Regions from separate parts of the Pan troglodytes genome. Here region 2 is linked to region 1. A link is a contact called in public HiChIP or PLAC-seq data. All regions are on one chromosome and are shown on one strand. Each heading gives the region's core, a stretch centred on a gene start, on an enhancer-like site or on the middle of the called end of the contact. The rest is flanking DNA. Distances are from core to core; before and after follow the strand shown. Region 1 holds the start of ARMC2 (armadillo repeat containing 2). Region 2 holds the start of CEP57L1 (centrosomal protein 57 like 1).

Region 1 (3,750 bases), core at 916-3,415:
AGTACCTTTCCATGCTGGGGGCAAAATGCATGTATAATAGCAGCATGGCGTACTGAACTTGGGCATCAAGAATCCCAGATCTCAAGGTCCTTTTACTAGCTATGTGCCTGTGGGCTGATCACTTCACCTCCCTGAACCTCAGTTTTCTTCCATCTCAAATTGAGATACCTACTTTCCAGGCTTATTGTAAACTCCAAATTAGACAAAAGAAGTGAAGTGTTCCAAATAAAAGCAATTTGGAAACCATAAAGTGCTTTATAAATGTTAGATACTTATAATACTTTGTCTTCCTCTTTAATCTCTCTAAAGTATGTGAAACATGTCAACAGTTTTGTTTCTAAAGCAATGCCACTTACAAAACCGATGTGAAATAGCCATCAGGTAACTGTGGAGAAACAGCCAGGTCAGTATAATACGCCACTGCTGTTGACAGCCTAAGTATTTTCTCATATAGCATCCTTCAGTGAGGTAAGTTGGGGAGCTTCATTGCTTCAAATAACTGCTTCCTCTAATTCTGCCCACGTCATTCTTTTCAATTGTGCTAATTTGCCCGGCAGATATTTCCTGGCCAGCTGAGTTGGGTAGCATCAGGTTCCAGTAGCTTGCTTATGGTCTATTTTAGACCAAGATCCTAGGGTGCAAGACCACAGCTAGTAATTGGCTGTACCAGAGGTTTTTAGGTTGATGTTTCCACTGAGATGGTAATTATGTAATCATCAGTTCCAAGTGAGGTGAGGCAGAGTCTCCATAGGGCAGGTTACAAAGAAACCTAAAACCCCCTCAGCCTCTCACCCAGGCTGAGGCTAAAAATAAGGGGTCAGAGAGTGGAAAGGGAAGATGTGTGGGGAAACTTCTTTGGAGAAAGGAGTGTGGGGTGCTATGCCCTTCATCTCAAGCCAGCGAGAGGGGCTTCCCCAGGGGCCTGGGACTGCCAGAGACTGTAGTTAGGTGGCCTGGAGAACTGGAGCCTGACTCACTCCTGGGTAAGCTAAAGCTCCCTCCTATGGCAGCCTAGAAGGGGCTGCACCCAGACAAGCCTGAGCTCTCAGAGTCACTAGGGTGACAGATGTGTAGGGTTCCCCTTGGGACCTATCTAAAGGGGCACTGAAAGGTGGAATAAACCCTGGGTTTTTAGGATTTTCAGAAGCCCCCAGGAGGGAGGTCCCCATCAGTGGGAGACTACAAAGGACCAGGAAAGACCTACATGAGCTGCTTTAACCATAAGCCAGCACAGCAAGCTTGAAGCTGCTCAACTCCAGGAAGAAATGCTCCATCTCCTTCCTTCTCCTCCTCCTCCTCACTGCCAGTTTGATCCAAGCTGGGCCTTAAACAACCTCTAGTGAATAGGGGGGCGGGTGGGGGTCGGGGACAAGCCTAAGCCTAGTGCACCCCTTCAGGGAAGGCCAGCTAGAGACCTTAAGCCTGGGGCTGGAATGGGGGAGGAAGACTTTTTGAAGTTTGATGCATTTGTTTATATCTTGCACCGAACATTATAGTTTTGAAATGAAGCTGTGGTTGAGATTTAGTTACAACAAGACTGTCAGTTATCTAAGAATGAGCAGAAAAATCCAGGGCTGTTTCGGGTCCTAAAATTATCCAATCAACGAATAGGTATTTATTTTCTGTTATGTTTGAAATCCTCTTGAGTATTTTGAAGAATATTTACATTCCTTTAGTTCAGGTTAGTATAATTTCCCACCTGGCACGATGCCTTACACATAGTATGTGCTCAAAAATATTTTCAATTTAATTATTCTTTACAAGATGCTTAGCACCAAGGGAAGTGGCATTTTCCCAATGTTGATGACAAATAGCACTTCAGCTGGAAAATCTCCATATTTATAAAACGTGGTGCAAACCTGAATGAAGAGTGCTTATGATCTCACTTGTATTTAACACTGTACAGTGTTGCTAAATGGTCTAATAGGAGAGAAGGGAATTTAAACTAGAAACACATAAATGGAGTGCTTTTTGCCGTTCAACTGTGATGATGCACGAACAAAAAACGATTGGCCACGGGAGACCTAGACTGGAATCTCCTTCTCCTGCTCACTACACCTCAGGCCCCCAGTTCCTCTCCTGTGGATGGGGACGCCAGGCTGCCTACCTCAGACTCAGAAGGTACGATTACGTGCATACACTCTGCGAACTCTGAAGGGCTCTACAAATGCAAGGGCTTAATAACAGCCAACAGTTTAATATTCGTTGATTGCCACGTGCATAGCGCTTTACATCTATTTTCTCATGCAGTCTTCATAACAGCCCAAGACCTACCTAGGTACTATTATTAATATTTCCTGCCACTTGACATCGGAGGAAACAGAAGCTCAGCAAGTGGCTCCAGGTTATACAGAGCCCTAACCTGAGCCAGTAAATCCTTCTTACCCACAAGCATTAAGCTTCCGTCCTGCCTGCTGTTATTTAACAGAGGTGCTGGGATCCGGCAGGGGAGCAACAAATGTGGTTCGGCAAATTGCTAAACGAAAAGCGGACACCCGCCCACGACGCCTGCTCTGATCTGACCTCCCGGCCTACAGCCCTCTCCAGGCTCCTCCCACCCGCTCCGGCCGTCGCCACGCCTCGGAGCTTCTACGCATGCGTTGGCGGGACCCGCGCAGGCCCAGTGGCCGAGCGGCGTCGTGGGGTTACCCAGCCCGCGCCAGCGCTGCATCCCTGGCCGCCACCCGGGGAGAGCCGGAGGATGAACTGAACCTCGCAGCCGCTGCTATCTCCAGTGCTCATCACAGGTGCTTTGGGTCAGGTCGGAAGCCTCCTTCCCTGAGCCCTCGCCAAGCTCATTCCCCGGCCCGCCTCTCCCGCCCTGCAGCGGCCTGGCCCTGCGGTCTGGCTGCCGGGGCGGCGGCGGGAGGTAGTTTGTGTACGGTTACCATGGAGAAGCTGGCTGCGGGGCGAAGTGGGAGGGTGGCCGGGCGGGGTGAGGATGCTGCTGCGCCCTGCCCTGGCCGGGACCGTGGAGGAGCGGGCACTGCCGTGGGTGGGGGAGCCGCTGTCCGCGCGGGAGGTGAGGTGTCTCCAGCGGCTCCCCGGGGACCCTTCCTGCCGTCGTCCGCCTGTGTGTCCTCGGGGTAGAGAGACGATGAGTGCCCTGTGCATGCTGTCAGGGGTCCGGAGCGGTTGTCTTTTATTTATGTACTGTCGCACTTAGCCAAGTGCGTGGTGCTTAATAAGAAGCCCAGTAATATTTGTTGAATGAGAGTGGTAGACTAAGGGGCTTTGTCTAGGCAGGCGGTGACCGGGCCAGAGTCATACAGTTTATATCTGGGCACTTCCAGGCAACAGGGCCTCAATAAATAAAAATGTATGTGTAACAATATTTAACATACTTTAAAATCATGGAGTGTATACATAATGCCTTTTGTGATCCATTCCCACAAGTAACACAACAGATCTTACGTCCCACCCTGATTTATAATAATTATACTTTAATTTGGTTGAAAAGCAAGCACCATTTATTATATTTATCCTGGTTTCTTAATCTATGGGATTCTGGTTGTTGATGTTGATTTGGCATAGCTGATATTCAATAAAATGCTTAATAAAAATTATCTGTTTTCATAAAGGCAAGTACCACCACCCGCCTTTTAAAAGGAGAAGTACGTAATGTAAATGACGAGTTGATGGGTGCAGCAAACCAACATGGAACATGTATACCTATGTATCAAACCTGTACATTGTGCCCTTGTACCCTAGAACTTAAAGTATAATAATAAAAAAAACTTATGTATAGAA
Region 2 (3,596 bases), core at 806-3,305, 250 kb after region 1:
GATCAGGAAGAGACCAAAGTCAAGTATCCTGACGGCAAAGGAAAGAACAGAAAAACTATAAAAATTACACACAAAAATATAAAAACTAATGGATCATATAGTCAGTCCTCCACCCTTTGCTGCACAACAATAGTTGATATGCATAATGATGACCCCATTATGGACAAAAATGGTTGTTACAGTCACTACAGTCTAGAAGATAGAGAAATAACTTTTTGTGTTTCAAAGGGTAAACTTCAGTTACCTAGTATATTAACTCCTCTCGGGTAACTCTGAATTGTAACAATTGTTTCCAAAGTGTTAGTGAGAAGAAATATCCCAAGATCTTAAATACAGTCTTCATTTTGTGGATATTATTTTTCTGTTGCTTTAAACTAAATTCAAGCCAGTATATAAAAACTGTCACTTTTAACTTACATAGTTACCCAAGTACATTTTAAATTTTAAAAATCTCTCATACAGGACTTTGGACAACACAGGTGGATTGAGAAATGTAAAGATTGACAAGCATATATAAGGTGTTGCTGAATATTGTCAATATCTAAAAACTTTAAAAAAGTATTCTAAGACACCTTGTAATAAAACAGGATAAATTATGAACGAAATGGAGGAAAAACTATAATATTTTTAACCTGCTGCACTCATATCTTAAATAGCTACACATGTGAAAAAGAAACAATTCAGGCAAACACAGAGAAAGCTAGTTGAGCAATTTGCCATAAAAGTGTTTCTATCAAATACCCCACCTGGGTCCACCTTTTCAACATGAAGATGTTAGCTTCTTTTAAGATAGGTTTTTATTATTTTATATAATTCTCTTTTTGAAAAAAGAGAGGTTGCATTTAGAGAACACATCCTGGTTTGTTTTGTTTTTAAAAATAAGAGAAAATTGTTCCACCAATTATCTTGAACAGGCTGACTAGGAAACATTTAATATCCTTTATCATTTTAGAGGCTTTTAAATGTGAGCCTTTACACTCAGAACACTGTGACAATGTGAAAAAAAAAACACTGGCTACATTTTCCAACAACATGTAAAAAGAAATATAAGGAAAAACAAGTATTTACTTGGAATTAACTGTAGTTTCATATATTCTTCCAGGAGCAAAGCAGTTTCTGCCTAAAACTCTAGAAAAACACTACTTGTTTACTTACAGAACACTCTAAAGGTGTAAACTCATAATAAAAGTTTACATAACAACCTAATAGAAACAAACACAACGTGAATAACGGCAAGTAAAATTTAACTGTACTAGAGACATAGTTGTATTTAAAATGCTCTTCCTTACCTGGATGCTCTTCAGAATAAACTCACTTTTCTCTCTCACATCTTTGAAGGGACACCTCTTAGAAAGCATAAGCAGATGAGCAAGTAGCTTATTCAACCCATCCGAAGACTCGGTATTTGAAAGCCCGTCTGATGGACGATGAGGTGTTTCTTTCACCGAACGAAGATACTCGGTTTTCCTCAAAATGGTTTGCCTAATATTTTCCAGTGCTGTCTCCCTAGTAGTTGAATCTCTGCTGCAGAGTCCATCCCATCTCACTTCATTCTCTCCTTCAGCCATGACAATAGTTTTTCCTTTGCGGTCTTCAGTTACCTTTCAGCATGCCCCAAAAAATTGCTTTGTATTTTTAAAATGAAAAACGTAAAAATAAAATCAGAGAAATCAAATCGTCATGAAAACACACATCTGGGTGACATTTGGAACCACTGGTGCCTTCAGCCGATCTACAAGCTAGATCACCCTCTCACCCTCTCCTTGTACACGAAAGGGCAGTCTTCTTTCTGGAAAAACAAAGTTGGAAAGTTGCAACCTTGCAGCGCTGGCTTTGGTGGGCAGAGAATTTCGGGGAAGCGTTCTCCTCCGTCTCGCGGGGTCAGTGGATATCCTCACGTTGTGGAGCTGTCAAATCCGTGCTCTGCCCCAAAAGGCTGTTAACAGTCGAACGCCCTCCAGCCATTCGGGGCTTTTTTGTCTGTGCAGCCACCGGGTTCTCTCCGGCGTTCCCACCCCGCCCCTTCTCCGACACCAGTCCCCGCCCTCCGCAGCTCCTCCCAGCGCCTCAGCAGCCGGCCGGCGCCGGCAGGGAAGGCTCGCCGAACCCTGGCCCACTGGCCGCAGCGGCCGGAGGCTTGGGCGCTGTCGGAGGGCGGCAGTCTCGGGCAGCCGTAGTCTCGGCGGGCGGCGGTGAAAAAAAGCGTCCCCCAGCCCCGCCAATTCGGCACCCCCGGGAAGACGCTACTTCTCCGATCCCTGAGCCCTCGCCCACCACCGCCAAGCCAGAGGGCACAGGGCGGCCCTGGCAATCCTTGAGAGCCAGGCTGGGCCGCGGAGCTGGCGGGGCGCGGGGCCCGAGGCGCAAAGCCCGCCCTTCGCCCAGCCCCATCGGTGGGGATCAGCCCAGAGGGCGGGAGCAGGGAGTGGAGACGGGGTCCTCACCCCCAGCCCCTCCCCTTTCTCCGCCCGGCACAAACCGGGAGCCGCCCCGGCCCCAGCGCCTTCTTCCCCGCCCAGGCAGACGCGACCCGCCGAGGCAAAGCCTTAGGAAAAAGCCCCGCCCTCTGGCAGGCTACCTCCGGACCCCAAGTGCGCCGCGCGCGGCTGCCAGTCACTGCCGGCTGCTACGCATGCGTGACTGCGAACTGGGCCAAGCGCTCCCGGAGGCGCTAAGCTTGCGCCCTGAGGCGGTTTCCGTTCCCGGACGTTTGGACTCTGTCCTGGAGAAGGGGAAGGAAAAAGTAAGACGTAGAAGTACACTGAGACTTCGTCACACATAAAACAAGCACGACAAAGAAAGAGGGCGCGAAGGGACTCCTGGAAGAAATTGAGTCTACATTTAAGATCACCCTAAAAGTAGTGACGGCCTCTTTATTACTCCAAACCCCAGATTTAAGTCGGAAGGACGTCTTCGCGTTGACTTGTGGGGAATGTAGTTTCGATGCTGCCGGCGCGTTTTGTTTGCGACAGAAACTACAACCCCCAGGGGCCACCGCGACGTTGCCTGTGGGTGCCCGCGAACCAACGGTTAGCGGTGGCAGGGGCTGACTGAGAGCGTCTGCTTGGTAAGCACTGTAAGCTGGGTTGTCACCTTTCCTTGACAGGGTTTTTCCTTCCTCCATTTCCTCTGGGATTTTGGAGACAAAGCCATCTAGGGTGGCCTCCCTTAGTCCAAGGACTTTTTCCAGTGACTTGCGTGGGAAGGACTAGTCCAGCTGCCCAAGCGCGGGGTGTGGTGGGTGAGGCAAGGATTTGGGATCCTGATCCCAAGGGTCGCAGGGAACGGCCTAAGTAAGGCCAAGAAGGAAGGATGCTGTGGAAACTGGAGCTTCGCGCTGCTGCCTCTGATTCCGCCCTTTTCTGTGGACACACGCGGGTGGATTTGGGATCTCTGCGCATTTGCACCTTTGTTTGCCTTTGCTTAGGGATGTTCTGGGCTTTATTTGCTCAGTCAAATGAAATCCTAGGCAGGGCTTTGAAAGCAAGTTGTCAAATCCATCTCGTAAAAGAATCCCCAGTATTCCTAGATAGGAATTCTTGCAGGCTTTAAGGATACAGCAGGAAAAAGAAAGCAAAACCGTAAAAGTCTCCAAA

The links. HiChIP or PLAC-seq counts read pairs in DNA pulled down with a chosen protein or histone mark.
Region 2: a contact with region 1 is called in an H3K4me3 HiChIP or PLAC-seq map of stem cell-derived excitatory neurons, with 3 times the contacts expected there. The contact joins the promoter of CEP57L1 here to the promoter of ARMC2 in region 1. A contact is called at or near these places in 1 of 7 Hi-C or Micro-C datasets (induced pluripotent stem cells) and 1 of 1 datasets of contacts at active chromatin or transcription factors (stem cell-derived excitatory neurons).

Annotation. Positions count from the first base shown.
Region 1 is chr5:120,762,743-120,766,492 of NHGRI_mPanTro3-v2.0_pri, forward strand. ARMC2 (armadillo repeat containing 2) reads left to right here and starts at 2,166. Exons shown (of 18, transcript XM_054686854.2): 1 at 2,166-2,747. The coding sequence starts at 2,596.
Region 2 is chr5:121,007,938-121,011,533 of NHGRI_mPanTro3-v2.0_pri, forward strand. It overlaps CEP57L1 (centrosomal protein 57 like 1), which reads left to right and starts at 2,056. Exons shown (of 11, transcript XM_009451799.5): 1 at 2,056-2,743. The coding sequence starts at 2,633. SESN1 (sestrin 1) reads right to left here and starts at 2,121. Exons shown (of 10, transcript XM_016956098.4): 1 at 1,290-2,121. The coding sequence starts at 1,568.